Linked DNA regions of Mus musculus: regions 2 and 3 are each linked to region 1. Evidence: chromatin contacts called from public HiChIP or PLAC-seq and promoter capture Hi-C data. All regions are on one chromosome and are shown on one strand. Each heading gives the region's core, a stretch centred on a gene start, on an enhancer-like site or on the middle of the called end of the contact. The rest is flanking DNA. Distances are from core to core; before and after follow the strand shown.

What was found. Promoter capture Hi-C pulls out the DNA fragments that hold promoters and counts their contacts. HiChIP or PLAC-seq counts read pairs in DNA pulled down with a chosen protein or histone mark.
Region 2: a promoter capture Hi-C map of pre-B cells shows a contact between it and region 1, with 4 times the contacts expected there. The contact joins the promoter of Asb7 here to the promoter of Nsmce3 in region 1. A contact is called at or near these places in 1 of 39 promoter capture datasets (pre-B cells), 2 of 484 Hi-C or Micro-C datasets (B cells and CD8 T cells) and 1 of 9 other capture datasets (liver).
Region 3: a contact with region 1 is called in an H3K27ac HiChIP or PLAC-seq map of thymic regulatory T cells, with 7 times the contacts expected there. The contact joins the enhancer-like site here to the promoter of Nsmce3 in region 1. A contact is called at or near these places in 3 of 39 promoter capture datasets (the 3T3-L1 cell line, liver and stem cell-derived epiblast-like cells) and 2 of 115 datasets of contacts at active chromatin or transcription factors (large pre-B cells and thymic regulatory T cells).

The regions. Positions count from the first base shown.
Region 1 is chr7:64,870,677-64,875,268 of GRCm38.p6, reverse strand. Nsmce3 (NSE3 homolog, SMC5-SMC6 complex component) reads left to right here and starts at 2,229. Exons shown (of 1, transcript NM_023239.5): 1 at 2,229-3,587. The coding sequence starts at 2,351. The coding sequence ends at 3,190. All of the region lies in intron 2 of Fam189a1 (family with sequence similarity 189, member A1), which reads left to right.
Region 2 is chr7:66,686,926-66,691,517 of GRCm38.p6, reverse strand. Asb7 (ankyrin repeat and SOCS box-containing 7) reads left to right here and starts at 1,957. Exons shown (of 6, transcript NM_080443.2): 1 at 1,957-2,418; 2 at 2,598-2,695. Lins1 (lines homolog 1) reads right to left here and starts at 1,629. Exons shown (of 8, transcript NM_152815.2): 1 at 1,495-1,629.
Region 3 is chr7:63,814,258-63,818,849 of GRCm38.p6, reverse strand. No RefSeq gene overlaps it. Among named protein-coding and RNA genes, the nearest start is that of Gm39023, 36 kb to the left of the region's middle. Within about 2 kb of position 2,394, at least 138 of the 459 cell types and tissues checked have an H3K27ac peak or open chromatin away from gene starts, as enhancers often do. A contact at or near this core is called in thymic regulatory T cells, where this site is marked.

The DNA.
Region 1 (4,592 bases), core at 980-3,479:
AGATTTAAAACTGTATCCTTCTTCCTGTGTTTTGAGTCATGATCATCTGCTGTCTGTGTGGGGGGTGCTGCTAAAAGATGCTGTGGTTTCTAGTCTTGGGTGCTAGCCTAGCTTCTGGAGTCGCATGGTTCTCTGTGAAGAAATTAACACAGAAAATACTGAAACGCAGCCTGATGGCTGACAGCAGCTCTCATCTTATTTTCCTTTTCTCTCTTATCTCTTGGCTGCTGAAATTGTTTGGCTCAAGGCACAACTGATCCTTCTGGAGGGACCTTTTTGCAGATTTTTTAGATCGCAGGAGGCTTTGATGAACTTAAATACAGAATTCAGTATGCAGGGAAACTGAAGCAGATGAATGGAAGAGTGTCATGATGCTGTGTTTTATTTAGTTGGTCTCGGTCCATTTTGTGTTGCTGTAAAATAATGCACAGAGTGAGTAAACTGGAAATAGGAGAATTGTCCTCCACTCGTGACTCTGAAGGGTGGGAGGACTAGGGGCCAGGTACCACATCTGTGGAGCATCACTGTGTCGTGAGAGGTTTAGAGAGTACAATGGCAAAATTGATTTAATCTTAACTCATTACAGAGAACATGGCATTCATTCACTCATGAGGACAAAGCCCTCTTCAGTGGGGGGATTACATTTCCAACATGCAAGCTTTAAAGGACACATTCAAACTGTTGCAGCCTCTGCCATTGCGACCAACCTTTGATGATGTCTTCGTAGACCCTGTATGGAATAGAAAGTTACTGCTCAAAGCTCACTAGATTTCAGAACACTTGAATCACAACATGGGGTGGGATTTTATATTAGCATTGCAGGTCCCATTATCAGAGTGCATTTTCATATTGAATTATAAACAAAAATTTTATGCTGCTTACATTTAATGAAATTTTAATAAGGCCATGTTTTGGTGTTATTATTCAAATAATGTGATCTGAATTGCTTTCCTCTGAATATATTTGCATTAAGGAGGAAATCAATTTGAGTTCGTTCTCTGAATAGTTTACCTATTTTCTTGGTAGCTTTAAAAAAGAGAGAGGAAAACTCAGTTCCGTTGTCAGTAAATGGAGAAGAAACCCATTTGCTGAGATCCACAGCAGTAATAGCAACAGACTGCTGATGGTTTGAGTTAATGAAATGACTCATTTTGTCTATTAGAGTTGCACAATTTAAACCATCTACAAGCCACACACACCACAAATTATAAAGGATGATAGCTCTTCTCTTTCTTATTGAGATTTTAAAGCTTATATATTAAGAGAGAGAATTAAGAAATTCACATTATTGCTACTCCCAATCATTGGTAACCTAAATTAAATGGTAATCTCTGGAGAGAGCAAGTGCCTCTGGGGTTAGCATTCCTCTAACATGTTTCTGCTAAAATTGTGGATGTGGGTCCGCGGCAGTTTTCCCAAACATGTCTTCCAAAAGGTCAGTCCACATTACCAAACTAAGTCACGTTATTGGCAGTGCTTACGTGGTTTCTCATGGTCATCTAACTGAAATTCAATGAAGAGAATGTGAACCTGAAAATTGCAGAAGTCTTGCTTTTAAGAATAACTTCCCTTACAGACTCAAGGGATTGTACAGAAATTAACTGGCCAGGTGGGAATGAACTCTGCCAAGGACAGATACCGGGACAGGGTCCCCTAGTCTGTCATGTCCCGCATTTGGTGCACAAGTCAACACTTTTTTTTATTTGGGGGGGGGGGGGGGTTCGAAACAGGTTTTTTCTGTGTAGCCCTAGCTGCACCGGAACTCACTCTGTAGACCAGGCTGGCCTCGAACCCAGAGACCTGCCTGCCGCTGCCTCCCAAGTGCTGGGAGTAAAGGCGTGCGCCACCACTGCCCGGTAACTCTTTTTTTTTTTTTCTTGACTTTCCAGATCTTTTCCTCCTCTCCCTTTATTTTCCCACCCGCACACATTTATCCTTTGTGTTCCATAGACAAACTTTGTAGCTTAAAAACTAACCAAAAACTATTAGACGTGTCTAAACAGGTGTGCCCTAGAACTCAACCGCACACTTGCCGAGAAGTTTTGGTTCTTGTTTTCTATTTATATGAGCTCATAAACACCATTCAATTCTCATTAAAACTGGGGATAAAGCCCAGGAGGAGCTGCTGCCAGCGCCGAGGCCCTCCGCATGCGCAGTAGCTATGAAGAGTCCCCGCCCCCGCAGGCTGGCTCCCAGTCGTATCGCTCCGCCTCCCGGACGCAGCGCGCCGGCGACGTGACGTCACGCGCGCGCCGCAGCTTCTCTCCCAGCCTCTGGGGCGCGCTCGCTCGGCGGAGTCTTCTGGCGGTTGCTGCTCCCGATCGCGGCCTGCTCTCCGCCGACCGGGGACATGTTGCAGAAGCCGAGGGGCCGCGGTCGGCCCAGCACGCAGGCTGACCCGGAGCGGGACTGGGGAGGCGCTGGCGAGGAAGGACCCAGCACGTCCCGCGCCGCGGGCGGCTCCTCCCAGGGCTCCCGCGCTTCCCTGTCGGCCCCGACCGTGGGGCCGCGCACTCAGAAGCAGCTGGAGCTGAAGGTGGCCGAGCTGGTGCAGTTCCTGCTGATCAAGGACCAGAAGAAGATCCCGATCAAGCGGACGGACATCCTGAAGCACGTGGTGGGCGACTACCGGGACGTGTACCCCAACCTTCTGAAGCTGGCCGCCGAGCGCCTGCAATACGTGTTCGGGTACAAGCTGGTGGAGCTGGAGCCCAAGAGCCACAGCTACATCCTCATCAACATGCTGGAGCCGGTGGAGGCGGATGCGGAGATGAGGGGCGATCAGGGTACCCCCATCTCGGGCCTGCTTATGATAGTCCTGGGGCTTATCTTCATGAAAGGCAACACCATCACCGAGACTGAGGTCTGGGACTTCCTGCGACGGCTCGGAGTGTACCCCACTAAGAAACACTTAATTTTTGGCGACCCAAAGAAACTCATTACCGAAGACTTTGTGCGGCAGCGCTACTTGGAGTACCGGAGGATACCCCACACCGATCCTGTGGACTATGAATTACAGTGGGGCCCGCGAACCAACCTGGAAACCAGCAAGATGAAAGTTCTTAAGTTTGTGGCCAAAGTCCATAACCAGGACCCCAAAGACTGGCCCACACAATACTGCGAGGCTTTGGCAGATGAGGAGAGTAGGGCTAGACCTGCAACTGCTAGTGCCCCAGCCACATCCTCTTGAACTCTTTGAGTTATGGTCTGAGGGACTCTGGAGATCCAGTATAAAAGAACAGGGGGAATGGGGGTCGGAGGAAGCTTGATTCTGCTACGCATAAAGGCCTTGGAGCGTTAGGATGTGTTGCAGGGTTTTTTGTTTGATTTTTTTATTATTATTATTATGGTTTGGAGCTTTAAATTTTCATTTAATTGTCTTTTTGTTTATAAAGAGTTTTCTAACTTTCTAAACCTAAATGAAATTGTATGATGCCAAACATATTCAAGAAGGAACACTTTGGTAAATTGCTTTGATGTTCTAGACGATAAAGAAACAGGGTAGCTATTATCTTAATGACTAGTTCCTGGGGAAAAATAAAAGTCTTTTTAAAATTGAAAATAAAATTGTTTTAGCTTCTTGTCAACACAGCTTTAAATATACATATTCTGTTGGGTGTGAGCACTTGTGGTCCCACGAAATCTATGTGATGTGTTTTCTAGCATTTTTATATTCATAATCATAATTCTGTTGTCCTATGGGTTCTACTTAAGATTCTTTTCTAGTATAACAAATACTATACTTTTGAGTCAGTTCACCATTATTATTATTATTGTTTCCCTGTTAGAAATTGCGGCTAAAAAGGAAATGTCATGATTCCAGACTTTTTTTTTTTTTCCATGATAAGCTAAGTCAATGGTGTTGCAGAAGTGTGTGAATGTGTATTAGAGCAAGTTGTAAAAATCGTTAGGTCTCCGGTTTATAAAACAGTGTCGTGTCGTATCGATTAACCAGGCCTGATTGGGAACCACACTGCCCAAGTGCAGATCCTGTTCCACCAGAAGAATTTAGCTTGTGTATCTGTAGAATCAAGTGTGCCCTTAAGGTGAATAAATAGGAAACGAGATAAAGCTGAGCAAAGCCCTGGTGTGGAAGAATAGTTCTTTAGAAGAACTCAGGGTGATGTCTGGTGCGGACAGACCAGTGTGAACAAGGCTACCACAAGATGAGGGGCACTTTATGTTGCTATAGGTGAGTCAGGAAACAAGTTCACAGATTCCTTGGAGTTCTTCATAGTATCTGGCCAAACACTGGGCACAGGCAGTAAGTACTGTTGTTCTGAGAAGAGTTGCAAGTTCGTCATCAGAAGAACAAACAGGGTGGCAGTGAGGACAGGTGACTTTAATCAGCCCTGAACTAGAGGCCAACTAGAGGAGTCTGTGGTAGCTACGAGGTCTGAAGGGACGAGAGGGGCTACTGACTGTTGGCTTGTGTTGCAGTAGTGTCCTAGGATGCTTTCTCCAGCTGTGACATACCATGACCACAGGCAGCTTGGAAGGTAAGGGTTTTATTTCAGTTGTAGTCCATCACTGAGGAATCCTGGAGGCTGGAAATAAAGTAGAGGCTATGAAGGAACACTGCTAACTGGCTT
Region 2 (4,592 bases), core at 708-3,207, 1.8 Mb before region 1:
TTTAAGATCTGCCTTTTGGGGTCTTTTTACTTCTGTGCCCACAAGCTAATAATCTGTATGCTTTCTCTGAGGCCCCCAAAGACTTCTTCAATTAGAAGATAACTTGGGCTTTCACTAACCCCTTTTCTGAGGAAATCATATTCCGTTGTCTTTTATCTACTCTTGTATATATTCAAGTCAGGAATAGACAGCCCAGCCCAAAACTCCCTGTCAAAGCCATAGTATTATTGTCTTCAAGATATTTCAGTTTTGGTACCACATCAAACCCTTATTCTTACTTATAACCTTTTCTAGGAATTAGCGAAGTTAGTCTGTCCACATAAGAAGTTACTCCTAGGGGGAGTGGGTGGGTAGGGGAGTGGGGGTGGGTGGGTATGGGGGACTTTTGGTATAGCATTGGAAATGTAAATGAGCTAAATACCTAATAAAAAATGAAAAAAATAAAAAAAAAAGAATCTCTTTTTAAGTCTGAATAATCCCAAAAAAAAAAAAAAAAAAAAAAAAGAAGTTACTCCTGTGGAAGACATCAAAGGAATACTTTTTCTACGAGTATCAGCCTAGAAAAAAAAAGACCCAGAGGCAAATCGAACACTGACTCCCACCTGCAACAAAATATCGCAATAGGTTACATCATCCCCAGGAATCCAATTCCCATAACAGCTTTCTCTATTATGTGATCAATGCAAAACATAGAAACGGGAATCATTCTGGCATGACCTATACATTCCTGCAAAATCTGCAGTCTGCCCACACCCCCTAATCTCATTTCCATCTTTCTTCCCCTTACTCAGTCACAGTTCCCCTAAACTTATTAAAGTACCAAAGGCTTTGCACTTCAGATTAACTGCTTGTAAAGGCCTTCCCTCAGATCTTTGTTGGCTAGTTTTTTTTGTCATTCACAGAGCATAAATGTCATTCTCTGGGAGACCTGGCTCACAATCTAAGAGTCTAGCGCATCCTAGTCAAACTGTATTCCATTACTTTGTGGGTTTTTTTTTTTCCCTAATCATTCTGCAGTTTCATCTTCTCTTGTTAAGATAAAAGAAAAAAAAAGAAAGAAAAGAAAGAAAGGAAAGAAAAGTTCACAAAGTCTCCCCAACAACTAGAGTAGTGTCAACCCAGTAGACACTTGCTAAAAGAATCAATGCATTTAAACAATGTATCAATGTGCCCACTCTGCGCCCCCCTCCCCCGGCTCTTTTCATTCACAAGAAACCACTAGGGTCGCTATCCTCGCAGGCAAGCCCTTGAACCAGCCTCGCGATCCCAAAGAGCGTGCTCTCTCGCAGGCTGGGCGAGGCAGCCTGGAAGCTAACCGGGTCTCAGAGACCGACAGATGCACCAAACATCGCCACTCGCTTCCAAGAAGCACCGCAGAGCGACGACGAGTAGGGGCCCTCATCGCCTGCTCTCGGCCCTGTCGCCTCCCCCGTCGCTCAGCCTGCCACGCACGTGTCGCTCCAGCCACCCAGCTCAACCTGGGCTCCTGCTTACCTGGCTGCCATCCCGCCGGGCCACGCAGCCATCGCCCGGCCACTCGTGCCCACAGCTGCCTACTCCAGGCCACCGTACTCCACGGAAGGCCTTGCCGGCCCCTCCCTCAGCAGGCGTAGAAGCCCCATTCGTAGTACAGTGTCTCTTAGCAACCGCTTAGAGTCTCCAGGCTGGGGGTGGAGCCTGGAGAACCGCTGCGGGGAAGCGGAGGGGACGAAGGGAGAGCGACCAATCGGAGACAAGTCCCAGCCTCTATTAGCCCGCCTCCTCTAACTGTCGCGAATCCGCGGGCAGCTTTACGACAGCCAGGGGGTGGGGGCATCTGTGTGAGGAGAAGGAAGCAACCAACCAACCAAGTCGCCCCCACCCCCTACCCCAACCCCCACCCACCGCGGATCTGGTTTACGGCTTGGAGCGCAGGCTCCAGTGCGGCAGCTGATTGGCTGTCGAAGGCTTGGTCCCATCCCAGTGACCCCAAAGTGCTGGAAGGAGGGGGCGGGGGTGGCCCAGTGCAAAGTGCATCCCGAAAGCCCCCTGTCGGGACACCCTGCTGCTGACACTTCGGACCTGGTATGACTTAGGGTCTCTCTGTCCCCAGACCTCTTGAGTCCCTCGGTAGCTGAAAGCCTCCGGCCCGGCGCGCGGCAGACCCTTGGTCTGAGCCCCTGGACCGGGACTGCCCCCCCCCCCCCCCACCCAGCCGGCACTTCCTCCCAGCGCCCCTTCCCGGAGGCTGCTCCGAGGCCAAGACCGCCACCCCCAGCCTGATCGACTATCTGGATGCTCTCTGGGTTGGGGCCGTGAAGCACCCAGGAGGATCAGGAACACGGTGTCCGGCCCTGCCTGGGGTGTTTCTTCAATGGAGAAGTTGGTGAATGTGCAGGAGGCTGAAAGGAGAGAGAGGAGCTGCAACTGAGGACACAGGTAAAGTCAGTTTCTTCCTCCCTTGAGGGGAGGGGGCTGGCTGGGTGGGGGTTGGGGGAGAAGCCCTGCTCTAGCCTGCCTGCCCTTGCCACCCTCCAGCCTTTGCTAAGCTCCCCCATCCTCAGAGCCCTCTCCTCGCCCCTGGATCACTGCACCACTGATCGGTTTCTGTTTTCCAGGTTTGAGCTTGCTGGAGGACACTCGCGAGTAGAAGGGGTCTGGCCACCCACCAGAGGAGCAATAAACAGAGTGCTTTGGACCAGCATCCTCTTGAAAGGTAAAGAGGCAGACCTCCCTTCCCCCATTGTTTACTCCTGGCCCCTACCTCATTAAGTAACGCTTTATTTCCAGGGTGGTTGCCTGGGAATGCAAGCTTTCTTAGATCCTAGTTTCCTAGCAAAACCAGAAGCACTGCCCATGCCTGGTCCTTAACACCCCAGTAACTTCTCTAGCCCAGAAACGTCTTCTGGGACCTGATCAGAGCGTTTCCGTGTTTTGCATTATCTTTTGGTATACTGTGTCATGTACTCTGCTCGGAGGCTTGGAGACCTTTTTGTAGTTCCCCGCCTTACATACTCTCATAGGAATTCTTCAATTCCATGTTAATTGCTTGTTAATTCTGAATGATTCTGCTTTTAATTAAACCACAGTTTACTGTTTTGCCCATGTACATTTTTTTCTCTCTATGCCTCCATCAGGAAAGCTTCAGAGTTACCTAACTGATAATGACTTAGTAGCAGAAGGTGAACAGGAGGACTGAAACTTACAGGTTTTGAAGAAAATAATTGGATTTGGTTTTCCTGGAACAAGTGAATGTGTGTAGCTTAAGAATGGGAACAGTATAGGAACTGTATAAAAGCACTATTAGCCCCGGAAACAAAGTATATAGTTTACTATGGGTGTTCTTGTGTGTTTGTGTGAGAAAAGTGGATGGACACCAGGAGTTGTTATGAAGTGATACATAGTATTTGTTACATCTCTGGTGTTCTAGGTGAACTTATAAAAATTTACAATGTATCTCCTTGACAATAGTGGCACAGTCAGGAATTTTGAAACAAAGTATTGTTTTGGTATGTTTAGCTATCTGCTGCTTGGTTTTGGCAGTGGTCATTCTTGTTTTCTCATTTTAAAACCCTTACAGAGAATTTACTAGATTGAAATATAAGCACCTAGGTCATGTGCTCAGATTTCTGCTGCCTCCGAAAATGCCCAAAAGGTAAGTTTAGAACATTAATATAAAGAGAGAATGTATACAAATAAACCATAGGGAGAGATTATACAAGGACAACCTAGAGACTGCCTAATGAATAACTATAATATTTGTTATCACGTATAAAAAGTGACTCATTTATTTTAATATCTCAACTGTTTTTTGAAATTTTCAGTACAAAGAAGTATTCAAAATGGTAGGCTTTTATTCCTTTAGATTTTCTGTCTTGTCTGCCAGTGTGTGTGTGTGCTTGCACACACAAACACAAATAATATGTTTTGATTCTACTGATCTTTAAGACATAAAGATAATTTTAAGGGGCTCTGGTGGCTTGCACATTTTTAAGACTTGAAACTACACGCCAAAGAAAGTATGTCCTGAATAAAATTTTAAAATACTATATATCAGCTCTCTTTTCTCACTGTAATTGCTATATTTTCCTCCTCCTCCTCCTCCTCCTCCTCTTCCTCCTCTTCCTCCTCCTCCTCCTTTTCTTCTTCTTTTTAATTTCTGGTGCTTTGAGACAGGGCTTCTCTGTGTAGCTTTGGCTGTCCAGAAACTCCCTGTAGATCAGGATAGCCTTGAACTCAGATCTGCCTGACTCTGCCTCCTGAGTGCTGGGATCAAAGGCTTGTACCTGACTGTAATTGCTGTTCTTTCCAGGCTGAGGAGTGGGAATCTTGAGGCAGGAGGATGGAGAATTTAAAGCCAACCTGGGCCAGCTATAGAGTGAAACAGGGTTTTAAAGAACCAAATGAAAGAAAGAGAAAAAAAAATTCACCAGTGACTGTACTATGGAGAAAATTTAGGGTAGTATTCATATATGTGTGTGTGTAAAAATTTAGGGTAGCATTCATATATATGTGCGTGTGTGTGTGTGTGTGTGTGTGTGTGTGTGTGTGTGTGTATGAATATGAATCAAGGCAGAGTCTCAAGTTGAGGGGTGGCTGCTATTAAAATACAG
Region 3 (4,592 bases), core at 1,145-3,644, 1.1 Mb after region 1:
TAATGTCCTTGACTAGATACGACGGGACCAGTGGGCACAGCTCTTCCCAGCTGGGATTACCAGGCATTGGGTACAAGTTGAGGCCTTGGACTTACTCCGAGGGTAGAAGGTCTGCCATGACAACCGGAAACATTGAATCAGTGTAGCTTGTGTAGGGAAGGTTAAGTCCAAACCCTACTGTTTCTAGCTTCAGGCAGCAACAGTCTTACTCCAAGATTGCCACACAGAGATGCAATCGATTCACTCCACTAAGGTCGAGGCCAGGTGTACTGGTCTGCACAGGGCCTGGCATCTTCACACTCTTGGTTCTGCAGAAATATCCAATGGATCTCTGACTTGGAATTCTGAGCAGTGAATCTGCTTTGGCACTGTACTTGGCTAGTCCCACTAGAGGGAGTTATCACTCTTGGGCCTGGCTTGAATGTCTACATAGCTCTGATCCTGAGACCCTGCCTGGAAGGTTTAAATGACCTTGGCAACTCCACTAGACACAGCGGTAGAGCATTCTGGTGGACAGCGTGGGCCTCCTGCCTCTCCCTGCATGCTGGCTGCAGTCTGCCTGAACACAGGTGCTACCACTATAGAGTCCAAATGGCAACTCCAGAGAATACCGGGTCTTGGTGCTGGGTGGTGGCCAGTGCTTTCCAGATTTGGTGTCTCCAAAGGTCACAGGTCAGGGTCCACTCATAGAAAGATGTGTCCATATGACCTTTATTTTTAAACCACCAAGAGAATTTGGTCACCCAGGAATGGGCCAAGACAACGACCCTCTGAGAGTGATCCCTATAGAGTCCTGGGACATTGGACTGGTTTTCTCCTTCCCTGGCCTTCAGATTTGTACCCTGTTGCTGTCCATTCATGGAGGCAAGGACAGTCTAGGAGAAAGGGCTCCAGCTCCTCAGTTCCAAGGCCAAGTCCATGACCTCTAGCTCTGTTCTGACTGTCACCAGTCAAGAAGCCTCCCTACCTGCAGGCTTTGTTGTCCTGGGGAATGGCACTTCAATGCCACCCACTCTGAGAGCTTAGCTGTAAGCTCTCTATGGAGGACCCAGCCCTGTTCCTGTGTGGGCCTCACTGACTGGCACCTGTAGTCTGTGAAATGGGTGTCTGGCCCAGGCAGCCCCTAACAGTAAAGGCTCCATCTGCTCTCTATCTGTTCTTCTCTATGGGAGAGGTTGTTGGCTCTTCTGGGGTTTTGGCTGCCTTCCTCTACGTGGAGTCTGCTGGCCCTCAACTACATGTCAGACCTACCATATGCAGGCAAGACTGTGGGTGGAGATGTGGGGGAACTGGCTAATCTGATTGAAGGGGGGGAGTGGCCACTGCCTGGAAAAAAGATCACTCAGCACCCTCTGCCCTGGTGTTAGTGTCTACCAGGGTCCTGGACCAGCTCTAGGTGCTCAGCTCCTTGCTTCACAATGGTTGCTTCATCTCTGTTGGCATCTCTCAACATGCCTACCCTACAGATGTAGAACTGAAGCTCAGCAAGTTGAAGTGACTCAGTTGGACTCACATGGCTGGATACATAGTTGCCATTGGTTATGGTGTCAGATTAGAGGCAGTAAGAAAGAGGGACTTTCCATCTGGAGAGTCCAGAAAGTTGCTAAAGCTGACACCAGATAGGACGTGAGCAGAGGACAGGGAGGAAGGACAGAGTGCCAGTGTCCATGGCAGAGTGGGAAGTGCCCCAGTGTTCTTGCCTACCCTGCAACAAGAGCTTTAACAGAGGGGAAGCTTTGGACACAGAAGGGCAGGGGATGGAAGAGCTCAGAACTGGATCCTTCCTGTAAGCCCTCCCAGTCACAGACACAGAGAAGAAACTTCCAATCCAGGGAGGGTCCTGTTTGGAGAGACCCTGGAGCTCAGAGCTGGATCTGCTGAGACCTGGAGCTAGTTATGAGCAGAAACCAAAAACAGGTTTGCTGATGAGTCATCTCCGGGAGTACCCAGCAAGAGGCAGGGGGGAATGTCCTCTTCCCTGCCCACCAGGCAGGGCCTGGCCCTTCCTGCTCCCACCACAAGCAGCTTGTGCCTCTCTTGCTTGCTTCCAACTCCAAGACCATTGAGCAGAGCAGCCTGCTGGATGACTTCCTGCATGGGCACCCACCCTTGTTGCTGTGTCTAGACAGCAGCTGCTGCCCATGTTGGTGGAGGGTCCAGGAGCGACACAGCAGGGGGCTGGGGACTGGCTAGAGCTATGTCTGAAATCTTGTTCAAAACCACAGGCAGGGTGAACTGGTTGGAAAATATTCCTTCCTGGAGACATTGTAGCCCTGCCTCCTTGAATCAGCCAGCCACTTCCTTCCTGTGTGTATCTTATACATGCTAAGGGGGTGGGCTCAGCCCTGGTGTTTTTTTGTTTCAAGGTTTTTGTCTGTGGTAGTCCTTTGGTGTGTTGTAGGGCACAAGAATGGGGCTGCTGCTAAAGGGACTTTGTCACAGGGTTGTGGGAACAGCTTGGGCTAGTGTGTAAGGTGAAAGCTTTTGACTGTGAGAGTGAGGAAGAGCCCTGGCGTCACGTCTGGATCCTCGTATGAGGCAGTTTCATCACAGACAGGTCACAGGAGCTGGCTCTGATTATTTTACAGGTAACTAACTGCTTAAGAAGGCCAAACTGCTTAGGGCGTCAAAGGCAGAGAGGCTAGACTGACTTCCTGCCTCCCACGCCTGAGCCCTTCCGGCAGTCAGTTCATAGGCCCTTCAACACTGGCTCAGATCCTGCTCTTACTAAAAATCCTGCCAGCTTATTTCCTGAGAAGCCAGGGCGCTTTCGGTTTATTAACATTTTCTTTCTCTTGGAGTGAACAGGGCTGCTCAGCAGCGGACGCACCAGAAGTAATACAAGTTACCTGGAAAACCTATACACATATGTGCATATATAAACACACACACACACACACACACACACACACACACACACTACGTGTTATGGTCTACAAGATGATACAAGTTTCAAGAAAAATCTGTATTCAGCCTACAGGTGATGACTTTCCGTTGGCATGTGTGCACGTTTGTCTGTCCCTGTAGATGTCTGTACATACACATGCCAGTGGCCTGACAGGACTTTTTGACTAAGCCATAGTGTGAAATTGGTGTGTATTCAATAGAAACCATACACTGAATAGTGAGTTTGGACTTTTTCTCAGGCTAGTGGTATATACTACAATCCCTTTTCATGATGCTGGGCCCCGGCTTTGAGCTGACACATCTAAGAACTAGAGACCAGTAGAGGAAACAGTCAGTCATCGCTGTGCAGTGCGTGCGGCTACGCTGGAGGTAGACAATCAGCAGAATTTTTTGGCGGGGGGTATTTTTCAAGATAGGGTTTTTCTGTAGAGCCCTGGCTGTCCTGGAACTCACTTTGTAGACCAGGGTGGCCTCAAACTCCGAAATCCACCTGCCTCTGCCTCCCGACTGCTGGGATTAAAGGCATATGCCACCGTGCCCGGCGACAATCAACACATTAATTGTACTTCACACATTTTTCATGTATGGTGATTTTTGAGTGAGTGCGCACACGTGTGTGTGTGTGTGTGTGTGTGTGTGTGTGTGTGTGTGTGTGTACACTTGATATCATTAGCATGAGCCAACACCCATCCCACAGAATTACAGATTGTCTGACTGAAACACTCTCCTTTTTACTGACATTCATCCACTGAACCAGCACTCGGTTCTGATTGGGTCTCACACTGAGGTCTGGCAAATAAAACCACAAATTGCACTTGTGGGGTCTCAAAAGCACTGTGCTTGTGGGGTCTCAAGGGCCCCCAGCACTTAGTCCTGTGCACCTATGCTCCACCCAGTCAAACACAAGCACTCTGGAAGGGAGGAGCCTCTCGCCTCAGGCTGTACCATATGAACTGAGCCTTGGGGGACACCCTCTTGCCCTTAGACTGGATTTTCTTTCTCTCTCTCTCTTTCTTTCTTTCTCTCTCTCTCTCTCTCCTTCCTTCCTTCTTTCCTTCTTTCCTTCTTTCCTTCTTTCTTTCTTTTTTCTTTCTTTCTTTCTTTCTTTCTTTCTTTCTTTCTTTCTTTCTTTCTTTCTTCCTTCCTTCCTTCCTTCCTTCCTTCCTTCCTTTCTTTCTTTCAGATTTATTTAATTATTTATTATATGTAAGTACACTGTAGCTGTCTTCAGACATACCAGAAGAGGGCATCAGATCTCATTACAGATGGTTGTGAGCCACCATGTGGTTGCTGGGATTTGAACTCAGGACCTCTGGGAAGAGCAGTCAGTGCTCTTAACTGCTGAGCCATCTCTCCAGTCCTAGATTGGAGTTTCTTAATGGATGAAGCATTTCTGAAGTCCCAGGTATAGCTAGAGATTGCACCTCCGAGACTTTGAGATGGCTTATTGCACCTCTAGCCCTTCTGAGTCTTTTTTCTTCTAAATGGAGGGTGGGGAGATACCACATGCAACTGGCAGCCTGCTCACATCTGGGAGCATCTGCTCACCATAACTTCACATGGTAGGAGTGCAGGTGGGAGAGGGCCTGCAGAAGACAAGAGTCTCTGACCTTGCAAAATATTCACTTCCTAGGAAAAAACCACAAACCTGTCCAGAGAGGATAGCCTGGGGCTCCACTTGCCCT